Regions from separate parts of the Mus musculus genome. Here regions 1, 2 and 3 are each linked to region 4. A link is a contact called in public targeted proximity ligation data. All regions are on one chromosome and are shown on one strand. The core of a region is the stretch at or near the end of the contact, and the rest is flanking DNA. Distances in the headings are between cores, read along the strand shown.

Region 1 (3,104 bases), core at 350-2,849, 160 kb after region 4:
TATAAAAGCTAACAGAAAGAAATATGAATTTGGCAGTTCACAGGCACATGCTTAAACAATTCTGAATCATTCCATATCTACCCCCACACAAACGATTTTCGGTATTCATGCTGGGTCATATTTTATTAGAATGTGGAGGAGGATCAGGTTAAAATGTCCACAGCCAGCCTGAGTTAAATGAGACTTTGTCTCAAAAAAAAATGGTGGAAATATCCTCTAATACAGAATTATTTGCTATATGATAGGTATTTGGAAGTTCATTGTATGATCCCCTCCTTCGTTTGTTTGTTTGTTTGTTTGTTTGTTTGTTTGTTTTTCGAGACAGGGTTTCTCTGTATAGCTCTGGGGATCCTGAAACTCACTTTGTAGACCAGGCTGGCCTCAAACTCAAAAATCTGCCTGCCTCTGCCTCCCCAGTGCTGGGATGAAAGGTGTGCGCCACCATGCCCGGCATATGATCCCCTCCTGCCTCCACTCCTCCTTGCTTTTTCAGTTAGAATGATGTGAATACAAATTCCTCCGAGTATACCACATTATAATTTGAGAAGACAAAGTACTTACATGTACTATCTTTCTTTAGTAGAGCAATAAACCAATATGGCCTGTACCAAGTCCCATCCTCGGTCTCCCTAACAGTTTCCTGGAATTGCTTTCTCCATCTTCTTCCCCTTTCTCTTGCCCCCTTTTTCTTTCCCCTGGCCTTTCTCACTCTCCCTATTTCTGAATAACGCCCTGCCCCACCAAGCCCCTTTAAGCCTCTTTCTGGCTTCTGAGCCACATCCGTCCCTCCCTATTGCCTAATAACTTCCTCTCCAGCCCCTTGTCTCCCTCCCCCACCTTCACTTCCCCCTCTCTTAAAGGCGCTTATTTTCTGGCTAGCCATGTGCACATTCTTGCCTACTTACTTTTCTCTCAGAAAGGCTTTCCAGAGGCAAAGACCAGAGCTGATCTAAGCCTGCCTCTTCCTACACTACCACATCATCAATACCAGCACGCTGAGGCTAGAATGCTGAAAACAACCCTGGGCTCCCTGGGTCCTTCAGATGGGTTAGCCCTTCTGCCTCTGTCCCAAGGGCTTTCCAGCGCTAGAAGTTCCCCCATGCCACCAGTGTGCCTGAGATTTCACCCACTCTTCATTTCAGAGTAGCACAGTTTGTTTATGGACCTGCCACCTTCCCTGGCTCACAGCTAGGACCAGCTACACTTGAACCCAACATCTAGCATTAAGTCTGCTTTTGGGAGGAAACCGTCACAGTGCCCTTAAAGAACACTAAAGATGACTGGTATTTTCTAGTCCTCAGCAGAACATACTGGGTTATGTTGATGGAAACAGCAGACAAATCAGGTTAATGTAGTAACCACCTATTCGAATATGGATAGCTTCCACTCCACCTGCTAGGCAAGCCTGAGAAAGAAATCAGTATTTGTCACTTGTGTATTTTTATTCCAAGATGAAATAGACTTGCTAAATATATTGGTGAATATTTGCTGCACACCACATTCTGACATGAAGAAATTAATCTTAAAGTGGCTTTTTACTTACTGGATCTTTCCACTCTATGGCAGCTTCGCTCCAGCCGCTGGAATCCCGGGTCTTTTAGAAAAAACAGAACCAGACTGTCATTTGACGTCTTTGTTCAGAGGGTGGAGAGACTGCGGATTGGTCCTTTCTCTGAACAGCAACCAGCTGTGCTTCAGTCCATTGGCTGCATTCAGAGCGCGGGACTGGACCAGAGCAAGCGCAGTGTGCATCCGCCCTGGTCTCTAAGGGCCGCCTAGTCAAGGAAGCCCGCCAATCGAGTGGGTGTGGTCCTCTACTCTCCAGGGATCTCCTTTTAGAGCCTAGTCAAATGAGGTATGCTAACTGGACTCAGTGGGAAGCTGAGGAGCCAGGACTAGATCTGGGTTCCCTCCTGGTTTCAGGCAGGTCCAGGGATTTTCTTCCAAATAGCAAGAGAGACCAGGGCAGCAGGTTAGTGACATGCTTTCTGGCTGCAGGCAGGAAGAGAATGAGCTAGGAGGAGGAAGGCTGGAGGACTCAGGGCCTTTCTAGGGGGTAACATCCCCACAGCAGACCAGCTTCAGTACTTGAACAAATCAGAAAGAAGCTGCAAATCCTTGTCAAAGACTCATTTTTCAAAAATGTATTAAATTTATTATTTGTGTGTAATATGTGTATGTGTGTGTATGCCACATGTCACAACTTTCAGGAATTCAGGCTCTTTCCTACCATGTGAGTCTAGTGGATCAAACTCAGTCAGACTTGGCAGCAGATGCTGAGTCATCTCGATGACCTAATAAATTGATTTTTTTCCAGATGTGCATCATTGGGAGTAAATATTTTCTACTCATAAAGAGAGTGTCCACTCCAGAAATATGAGCTGTGATTAAAAAGGAGGAAGAGGAGGGAGGGAGCCAGGCAGGGAGTGGGAAGAGATTACTGGGAGACACAACTGTTATGGGGCAAGAAGGAGGATGCTTAGGGCATGGCTAAAGAACTAGGGCAGTGGAAAGTCCCAGGAATCTATAAGGGTGACCCCAGCAATGGGGGATACAGAGCCTGAACCAGTAATCTTCTATAACTGGACAAGATTTCCAATGAACAGTTTGGGACACTAACCCAGCCACAAAGCATTCTACCTACAAATTGTCCTGCCTACAAGATAGTCTGGGGAAAAGTGGTGCAGAAATTGTGGAGGTGGCCAGGGATGACTGGTCCATCTTGAGACCCATATCATGTGAGGAAGCCAACCCCTGACACTACTAAAGATATTCATTCATACTTGCAGACAGACGCCTAACATAATCATTAGCAGAAAGGCTTTACCCAGCAATGAATGGAAACACAGATGCAGAAACCCACAGCCAAACATTAGGAAGAGCTTGGGCAATCCTGCAGAAGAAAGGGAGGAAGATGGTAGGAGTCAGAGGGGTCAAGCATACCACAAGAAAACCCACAGAATCAACTAACCTGTTTCCATAGCAGCTCACAGAGACTGAGCAGATTACAACTATTGCTACCACCTTGGAGAACCCAAACATCTCTGAAAACCTAAAACATATATCTAGCTATATGCTCTTTTCCACATCTACCACACCCCAGA
Region 2 (3,197 bases), core at 252-2,751, 140 kb after region 4:
CACTCTTTTCTGATTCCAGAGCCTACAGTCAAGGAATTCACCCCAACTTACATACGACAGACAGACAGACAGACAGACAGACAGACAGACTTTATAGGCTAGGCTCCACATGTGAGAGATGTGCTGTCTGTCTAAATCTGGAGGGTTTTTTTTTCTAATTCCCATATTCATTCATTTTTCTGTAAGTTATGTGATTTCATTTTTCTTTACAGCTGAATAAATACCATTTATATATGTGCCACGTTTTCCTTATCCATTCATCTGTTGGCTCCATTTGGGCTGGTTCCATTTCTTTGCTATTTTGAATAGAAAACCAATAAATGTGGATGTGCAGGTATCTCTGTGGTAGAATACACACACACACACACACACACACTCACACACACACACATACACACACTCACACACTCAGAAGTATATCTGGATCATAGGGAAGTTCTGTTTTTTTAATTTTTAGAAATGTATACTAATTTATATAATGGCTGTACTAGGTTACATTACCTCAACAGCACTGCTGTCTCTTTTCTTTATCTTAGTAATTGTCACTAGGGGAAGATGGAATCCAAAACGTAGCTTCAATTTTCACTCAGCTGGTAACTAAGAATGCTGAACGCCTTTTTAATCTCTGGTGTCCATATGTGGTCCTACTTTTGCGAACGGTATCTTCCATTCATTGGCTGATTTATTGACTAGCTATTTTGAAGTTTAATTACTGCAGTTCTTTATATATTCTAGACGCCCAGCCCCTGTCTGAGGCATAGCTGGCAAAGACATTCTCCACTCTGCAGGCTGTTGGAGAATGTTGCAGAATGTTCACTCTGTCCTGTCCTCTGTGGACAAAGGGAGGAGCCTCTCTGCCAGGCATTCCGGAGCCCAGTCCTCCGGTTCTTCTCTCCACCACATCCAGATGCTCCAGCTCTGGAATCCCTGGCTCCAATCTCTCTTCCCAGTAATTTTCCAGCACTTTTCACACACTAGACTGTAACTAGACACTGAGGAACCCTACGGCTTCCCAAATCTTACATCCAGGAGTTGTCAGTGGGAAGGGGGGGTCCATAGAAGAGGGCCAGATTCAGCCAGGTTGAAGGGAGGGGGAGGTGTACGGCAGCCCCAAAGGTGCTTGAGGCAAAGCAAAGTCAGCTGAGGTGTGAGCAGTAAAAGGGCTCCAGCAGTATCTTGCTGAAGACCCCGCATTCCTTGGGAACTGCAAAGTCCTAGAATTCCTGCACTAAGGGCCAGTAGGGGCTGGGGGTGGCGATGGGGGCATAAAGGGGTCTCCTGCAGCTAGGCCGAAGCTGGGTTTGTATAATCAAGACAATTTAAACTACTTGCCAGGACAAATACTTGAAGGTGGTCTTGGAATCCTGTGAGGATCTAAGGAAGGGAAACACCTGCCCTCAACACCTATCACGTGAGGACATCAGTAAGCAAAGCTAGTCACTGGGTGAGTCAGTGGACAGACCAGGGATTTGGATGGCTCACCCGTGTCTTGGCGGAACTGGTTCATGGACTGCAGGTCGATGATGTAGGGGGCAATCTGTCTCTCCACCTAGCCCAACACCACGCTGGCCCCGCGCGTGGACCAGCGCAGCACCGCCTTGAAGTGGTGTTTCACAGCAGGGCTGTAGGGACACCAGCCGCCATGATCGGTCAGCCATTCCTACACCACTAGGGTCCAAGGCTGAGGTCTGGAGCATGAAGTGCCCTGAGATGCTCCCTTCCCCGTCCTTGCACACCCGGCCTCGGGCGCCACCGCCTCCCGGGAAGCCTCAGCTGTGGTTCATGGGGGAGTCTGCAGTCGCTTAGGCACCGGGACGCGGACCCGTAGCTGCCCGCCTCCAACTGTGCTCCACCGCCCCTGTCGCTGCCGCTGCTCCGAGGGGTCCAGCGGCTTCATGCAAAAAACCTGACCCTGCACATTCGCCGCCCGCCTTGCAAAGCCACCCAGGGCGCACGGCCCAAGCGCGACGCAGCACCCGCCTCGCACCAGTTGAGCCTCGCTGGAGTTGCATGGTCACGCCCTCCGTCCTCTCTCCGCTGGGAGCCAGGCAACGGCGGTGGCACAGCTCCCTCCCTGGGGCTCCGCTCAGAGGCTTCCAGGTGTCTCCCCTCCCCGGAAGAACGCCAAGGTGAGCTCACGCCCGCGGATACTTCCCGGGTCCCCGGGTGTCCAAAAGCTCGCTTGCCATCCCGGTCCCAGGGGCCAACGCGGGGACTGAGGTTTGCAGCCACTAACTTCCTGTCTGTTTTCAGCTCAGCGCTGGCTGTATCCGCGGCCAGAGCTCCTACACTTGAGTCTCACCAGGGCTTTTGCTCGCACTGACATACACACACTGACGAACACACGCACGCTCAGCCCCACGCCTTCTTCTTCTGGCCTGCTATTACCTCATCCAGGCCTGAATCCTGGAGGTGTGTCAGATATGCAGAAGCCACGCCCTCTGTCAGTTTGCACCAGCATCTTAGAGCTTTCATGCTCTCTGCTGGTCAAACGTCACAGTTGTGACCACTGAAAGTCAGTGCCAAGGGATGCATGCGTTTATGGTATAAACTTTATGCTGTCTATGTAGAAATCAGAGCAGGCTGAAATATTGTACTGCCTTTTGAAAGTCAATATGAAACAAAGAAATAGACTCTTATACTCTGTACCCATTGGATGTTGTATATGTACATACATAAAATGGGTTTAATTAGAACTACCCCCAGACACTAATGACTATCAAATAAAAAGCCTAGTGCCAGGTGTGGGGCCAGGTGTGGGTTACCTTTTAAAGCTGCCCCACACAACCCCTCAAAGCATTACAGGCTATTCCACGGCTCTTGGTTACTGTCCAGAACTTGATAAGGGGTTAATACAGACGTCCCATTTAGGGCTGAGAACTCTGTATTATTCTCAACACTTTGAACAAGTAAGTATGAGTCTCTGTGTTGAATAATACCCATATTTTAAAGAAAGCTTCTGCCTAGGCCTATGGACATAAACATAAATATTGAGAAGGAATTTTGACACAAGACTGTTTAGGAATTAGCAGTGGCATCTTCTACTCTAGGATCTAGGAGCTCCCCAGCCATTGATTTGGAGCCAGTCTTCTAGTGTGGTTGTGCCGTTTCTCCCTTTGACCAAGCAATGTACTCAACATCTAGTCTCCTCATATCCATCACCATCACCATCGTCGTCGTCGTTGTCGTCCTCATCA
Region 3 (3,201 bases), core at 565-3,064, 230 kb after region 4:
TCTTTAGCAGTGTTCTCCTGTATTTCTTTAAGTGATTTATTAAAGTCCTTCTTGATGTCCTCTACCATCATCATGAGATATGCTTTTAAATCTAGGTCTAGGTTCTCAGGTGTGTTGGGGTTCCCTGGACTGGGCGAAGTGGGTGTGCTGGGTTCTGGTGATGGTGAGTGGTCTTGGTTCCTGTTAGTAAGATTCCTCCGTTTACCTTTCGCCATCTGGTAATCTCTGGAGTTAGTAGTTATAGTTGACTCTGTTTAGAGATTGTTCTTCTGGTGATTCTGTTACCGTCTATCAGCAGACCTGGGAGACAGATTCTCTCCTCTGAGTTTCAGTGCTCAGAGCACTCTCTGCTGGCAAGCTCTCTTACAGGGAAGGTGCGCAGATATCTTGTATTTGGACCTCCTCCTGGCCGAAGAAGAAGGCCCAAAACAGGACCTTTCTCAGACACTGTGTTGCTTTGGCAGTTCCCAGGTGGTACAGACTCTCACCTAAGCAGACTAAATTCCTAAGTTCCTTGGAGTCCCAGGACCAAGATGGCGACCGCTGCTGCTGTGGCTTAGGCCGCCTCCCCTGCCGGGTGGGCACCTGTCCTCCGGTCCGGAAGGTGGCCAGCTGTCCCCGGCCCACACAGGGTGCTGCCTCAGCGCCTCTGTGCTTCTGCCTGTTCCAGAAGCTGTCAGGTTCTCTGGCGCACCCTCTCACCTGTTCAGACTCACAACTAATTACTATATATTCACTCTCTCTAACAAGTTACCCAGGCGCAAATGTTTTCCTGTGTTGTCATTCATTTCACTTCTACTATACTACCCTGCCGTGTTATCGTGGTAGACACAAGAAGACGGAGTGCAAAAGAGAATGGTCAGAAAGTAAACGTTAGTTCTTTCTACTTCCTGTTTGTCCTGCAAGCAGACAGTTAAATATTTCTTAATACCCACCCACACCTTTCCCCAGTTTAAGTTTCCTCTATCTGGAAATTTCTAGTTTATCTGCTTAGGAGCGGTTTTCTGTTTGTCTCCTCAAATATAAAAGGAGCACATGAAACTATGGAAAAGCCATTCCAAAAAAGATTAACAATCTCATTACCAATATAAGATTGCTCCAAATTCCAGCTTCACTTTGTCAGAACGGATTCATTGTGCAGTTCCACCCACGGAGAAACAAAGTGTGTGTTTTCTGACAAGGTTAATACATAATTCTCTTTAAAATGTCTAACTTAATTCGTTTGGAGACCTGGTCTGGATATGTGGCATGAAATTCTCCATCTTCTTGCTTCTCAAGTGTGGAAGTTGCCCGTGTGATGTACCATGCCAAGCAATAATGTGCAATACAGGCTTCAATCCCCTTAGTCAGAACCCACTTTATATTACTTTCCTCTTTAGCCATTGATGATCAAAATGAGCGAGTCTAGCTTGCGTTTGTTCTGCTGTCTCATGGTTTTATTTACATAGACACTGCAGGATGAATTAGTCTACCTTGTGTCTTCTAACAGAAAAATTGGACAGCAAGAACTTCTTTTCTCTCTATGTAAACGCAGGGAACCCTTGGCACTGGCTCTCGATGGTCACAAGTGTGTGGCCTTTGACCTGCACTTGAGGATTTGGACCAGCAGGGGGCATGGAAGCTCTAGATCGCTGGTGCTAGTGGCCATGGGGCGTGGCTTTTGCATCTTTGATGGACAGCTAGGGAACGGTGCAGACGAGGATGAGGTAATAACGGACAGAACAAGGAGAGCGTGGGGCAATTCCTGTGTGTGTGTGTGTGTGGGTGGGGGGTGTTGCGTGCGTGTGTGGGTGTGGATGTATGTGTGTGTGACAGAGAGAGAGAGAGAGAGAGAGAGAGAGAGAGAGAGAGAGAGAGAGAGAATGCGTATGCATGCACGAGCTGTAGGGAGATGCGAGCCTCTGAGCTCACGCCGCGGACACGGCCGGTGCTGAGCTGAAAACAGACAGACAGACAGTTCCATATTTGAACAGGCTGCAAAGTTGGGTCCTGGCAGTGGCAGCTGGGACCGGGATGGCGCGCGTGCTCTCGAGACTGGGGGACCAGGGAAGCCTCCGCGGGCGCGAGCTCGCCTTGGCGCTCTGCCCGGGAGGGGCGACTCCTCCTGGAGGCCACTGAGCCGAGCCGCAGGGAGGGGGAGCTGTGCCACCGCGGTCGGCTTACTCGAAGCGGAGAGAGGGCGGAGGGCGTGACCGTGCGGCGCGATCCACGCGGGCGCCCGCGGAGCCCGAGGCGCAACTGGTGCGAGGCGGGTGCAGCGTCGCGCTCGGGCCGCGCGCCCCCGGGTGGCTTTGCAAGGCGGGGCGGCGAGTGCGCAGGGCCGGGCCTTTGCATGAAGCCGCTGGACCCCTCGGAGCAGCGGCAGAGGCGGCGGAGCCCGGCGGAGCGCAGTCGGAGACGGGCAGCTCCGGGGTCCGTGTCCCAGTGCCTACGCGGCTGCGGACTCCCCCATGGGCCGCAGCTGAGGCTTCCCGCAGCGGTGGGGCGCAGACCGGGGGGCGCGGTTGAGACCCGGAGGCGGCGGCGCCGGAGGAAGCGCAGAAGGCCGGGCCCGGGAGGTGGGCAGCACCGCGCCGCAACCCCGGGCTCGCCATGCTCCTGGCCTCGGCAGTGGTGGTGTGGGAATGGCTGAACGAACACGGCCGCTGGCGTCCCTACAGCCCAGCCGTGAGTCACCACATCGAGGCGGTGGTGCGCGCTGGTCCCCGCGCCGGGGGCAGCGTGGTGTTGGGCCAGGTGGACAGCCGGCTCGCGCCCTACATCATCGACCTGCAGTCCATGAACCAGTTCCGCCAAGACACGGGTGAGCCATTCACATCTCTTGTCTGTCCCAGGAGCTCCCGCCTCGTGGGTCCGCTGTGATCCACCCAGTGGCCAGCTTTGCTCACTGGTATCAGCTATAGGTGTTGAGGGCAGGTGCTTCTCTTCCCTAGGTCCTCACAGGATTCCAAGACCACCTCCAAGTAAATGTCCTTGCAAGTAGTTTAAAGAGTCTTGATTATACAACCCAGCCTCAGCCTAGCTGCAGGAGAACCCCTTTATGCCCCCATCAGCCCCTAGTAGCCGTTTGTGCAAGAACTCTAGGGTTTTGCAAACCGCCTCCCACCCCCCAAGAAATGCTGACTCTTCAGCAAGACATTACTTGAACCTCTTGGCTCACACCTGCTCACACTTGCTCACACCTCAGTTCACCCTGCTTTG
Region 4 (3,041 bases), core at 26-2,525:
AACTATGAGAATAAGAACAAGAATACCTAGTGAATAGACCATTCAACTGAAGAACCACCACCCAAAGCTGTATTTTGCACGCTCATCTAGTGAATGGGCACAACTCCAAAGCCCACATTCAAAAATAGGTGTAGAGCTGAACAGAATTAAAAGGAATATTATGTCAGGAATTCCCAGCAACAATTTTAAGTTTGACAGTTACCTTTGAGGATCCACAGAGCTCAGCGCTGCTGGCTTAATCATCGTGACTACAGTGTAAGGACACAGACTATTAAAATCAGCAAAATGCAGGTAAGAAGCCAGCTCTGTTCTCCCTGGGAGAACACACAGTCCGTGCTTCATTCTCCTACTGTGACTGTGTGACAACACACGGGCAATGTAGTTGGGCAGAGAATCTTACCTGAAACTAGGCATCTAGACTTTTTACTGGAGTCATTCATAGAGATTTAGGTGACTAATCTCCAGTCACCAATTTCAGCTCCACCCTACAGGTCAAAGTAATCTAGGATAGCTCAGGGTCTTCTGCGATAGAAAACAGGGTTCAACCATTGTAAATCACATTGTTAGCATAAATTATCTGATGTGTGACCAAGATAACTCAGTAAGTCAATAGATTCGACAGGGAGGGAGGGAGGGAGGATTCAAAAGAAAAAGACAATTAGACAACACTATAACAGGACCCCAGCCAGTTCTGAAGCTGAAGAGGCTTTTGTTTTTTGTCTGCTTTTATATCATTCTAGGTACATACAAAGAAGATAATCAGTCCTAAGGCATAAACCAAGTAGTTAAAGAACACAGAAAGCATAAACAAAGATCCCTTGATTACTGTATTTAGGGTCTTAACAAGACCCATCAAGATAGAAAGAACACATTCCTCAACCTTATTCACCTTGAGCCTACTTCCTTGTCCTAGCCCAATGTCAAATTCCTTCCAAATTCCTAGAAGGCGGAATCAAGAGTTCCCCACAGGTGTGGATCAACTTCTCAGGTAAATAAAGACATCGTTCTCAGTCAGGATATTCCAAGAATTCAGCAGGACTTGGCTGAGAGATGAGAATTCTCTTGCTTTATTTACTCTTCACTCGGGTTGTGTTTTCTTCTTCAGGGAGTACCAAATATTAGCGCCCCAGAGGGCTACAGACTGTCCTGGTAGCATCTACAGGTCAAGTCTCACACTCCATGAATTGAGACTGCCAGAGTCTCAATATGGGATGAGAACCTGTAGTCACTCTGGAAGAGCTGGGTCGACTGAAAGGACAAGCATGAAGAGAGTGCTTCCGCAATTAGAGGGAAGCAGATTAAAGAAACAGTTGAAACCTACACTATCAATTGGGCATAACTGCTTCACAGTAGTGCAGTCAATTCAGTAGGTACAAATGAAAGTCAGAACACAATGAAAGCACACACTTTTACCATAGACTATCTGTTTTGGTTGTTTGAATGAGAATGTTCTGCATAGGCTCATATACTTGAATGCTTGGAATCCTGCCAGTGGAACGATTTGGGGAAAGATTGAATCTAGCATGAATCCTGAAGTAAAGGCCCTACACTTTGCAGTAGTCTTTTGTAAATAGTCAGTGATTGTTATCTGAGGTTTATGGAGTTGCTCTTCTGAAGGATTCACAGAGCCTTTGCAAATCTCAATCCCAAGACATACCTGGCAAACCAAGAAGTCTCCTATAGCTGAGAATTGCTTAGGGAAAGGTTCCTTTAGGCAGCAACCAGATCAGGTTTCAGAATGTGTAAATTGACTTGCTAAAAGTACCCTTTGTGTAACAGTGAAAAGGCTCATCAATTTGAGTTCCTCAGAGGCTGATCTACCTACTGCAAAGAGCTACATTGTCTCTTTTTTTGACTGGTCGACTGTCTGGCACAACCTAGAACAATGATATTTGACACCCAATGTTGTGGGTGAAAAAGGGGGTCCTGACAATTCAGGACTGGAGATAAAGCTGGGCATAGTGGTGCATGCCTTTAATCCCAGCACTTGTAGGCAGAGGCAGGTAGATTTCTGAGTTCGAGGCCAGCCTGGTCTACAAAGTGAGTTCCAGGACAGCCAGGGCTATACAGAGAGTAACCCTGTCTTGGAAAAAAAGAAAAAAGAAAAAAACCACCACCACCACCAACAACAACAAAAAAGTACTCTCAAAGAGTAAGTGGTAGTCCAGGATTGGGCAGGGTCATGGGGAATCCCCATTTCACAAGCAGCATGAGTTATGAGATCCGTAGAGTTGTTAAAATGCTAGTTAAAAAGAAAAGCATTAACTGCACATTTATGGCAAATATTGCAGATACAAATAGGAAGGCTCCTGAGACAAGAATAAATCAAAAGGGGAAATGTTTACTCAAGGCCTGCAAATAGAGAAGCTCCAAAAACAAAAAAAAAAACATAAAAGCAGAGAAAAAGCTTCTTCTTGGTAGAAATAGAGGAAGGAAAAAGGCTCTTCCTGAAAGAAAAGGGACAGTAGTTATTAGTTGGGAACCAACAGATGTGACAAATCTGAAGCCAGTTTAAAAAGCTGTGGTATCATATAAAATGATTCATCCTATGTAAGAGAGAATTTAAATAACTGAGCTACTCAAATAGAATTATTCCAAACAACTGGGAGGAACTAATAGCAGCTAGAACACAGAGCTCTAGGCCTGAGAGTTGTATATCAGCTCTTTTGGCCAAAGGCTTCCCCAGAACAGAGCAGCAACACTTGAATTCCAAAGAATGGTGGGCTGGGCTCCAGTGCTGCAGCTCGAGCCAGCGTGGCTGCTCCAGAACATTCTAACAGATTCTAACTGCTTGTTTACCTGACTTTCATTTACATATTTTTGTTTTTGTTGGTTTTTTTCCCTCATAGCAAGAATAACTCAATATCAATATTGATAACTCAATATCAATGAGAGAGAAAAAAGGATGAAAACAAGCCAAACTTCTAATACAAAAATAATTATAACCAGGGCATTAAACACTAAACGAATACTGTTTTAATTTCCAAAAGTATTAGTTGTTCATTAGATGGCAGATGTTCTCTTGATTTTCTAATTAATGC

Evidence for each region.
Region 1: a targeted proximity ligation map of embryonic stem cells shows a contact between it and region 4, with 6 read pairs. A contact is called at or near these places in 2 of 39 promoter capture datasets (both in liver), 1 of 484 Hi-C or Micro-C datasets (embryonic stem cells), 4 of 130 datasets of targeted methods (the NIH/3T3 cell line, bone marrow-derived macrophages and embryonic stem cells) and 2 of 9 other capture datasets (adipose tissue and liver).
Region 2: a targeted proximity ligation map of embryonic stem cells shows a contact between it and region 4, with 9 read pairs. A contact is called at or near these places in 8 of 39 promoter capture datasets (the 3T3-L1 cell line, the C10 cell line, the HPC-7 cell line and 4 more), 9 of 484 Hi-C or Micro-C datasets (the C10 cell line, Th2 cells, bone marrow-derived macrophages and 4 more), 6 of 130 datasets of targeted methods (the NIH/3T3 cell line, bone marrow-derived macrophages, embryonic stem cells and 2 more) and 4 of 9 other capture datasets (adipose tissue, liver, macrophages and 1 more).
Region 3: a contact with region 4 is called in a targeted proximity ligation map of embryonic stem cells, with 6 read pairs. A contact is called at or near these places in 6 of 39 promoter capture datasets (the HPC-7 cell line, embryonic stem cells and liver), 1 of 484 Hi-C or Micro-C datasets (embryonic stem cells), 5 of 130 datasets of targeted methods (bone marrow-derived macrophages and embryonic stem cells) and 1 of 9 other capture datasets (pancreatic islet).

The regions. Positions count from the first base shown.
Region 1 is chr19:12,572,020-12,575,123 of GRCm38.p6, reverse strand. It overlaps Fam111a (family with sequence similarity 111, member A), which reads right to left and starts at 1,599. Exons shown (of 4, transcript NM_026640.2): 1 at 1,544-1,599.
Region 2 is chr19:12,594,870-12,598,066 of GRCm38.p6, reverse strand. It overlaps A330040F15Rik (RIKEN cDNA A330040F15 gene), which reads left to right and starts at 1,501. Exons shown (of 2, transcript NR_015503.1): 1 at 1,501-2,129.
Region 3 is chr19:12,500,609-12,503,809 of GRCm38.p6, reverse strand. Dtx4 (deltex 4, E3 ubiquitin ligase) reads left to right here and starts at 1,814. Exons shown (of 9, transcript NM_172442.3): 1 at 1,814-2,803. The coding sequence starts at 2,593.
Region 4 is chr19:12,729,980-12,733,020 of GRCm38.p6, reverse strand. No RefSeq gene overlaps it. Among named protein-coding and RNA genes, the nearest start is that of Cntf, 34 kb to the left of the region's middle.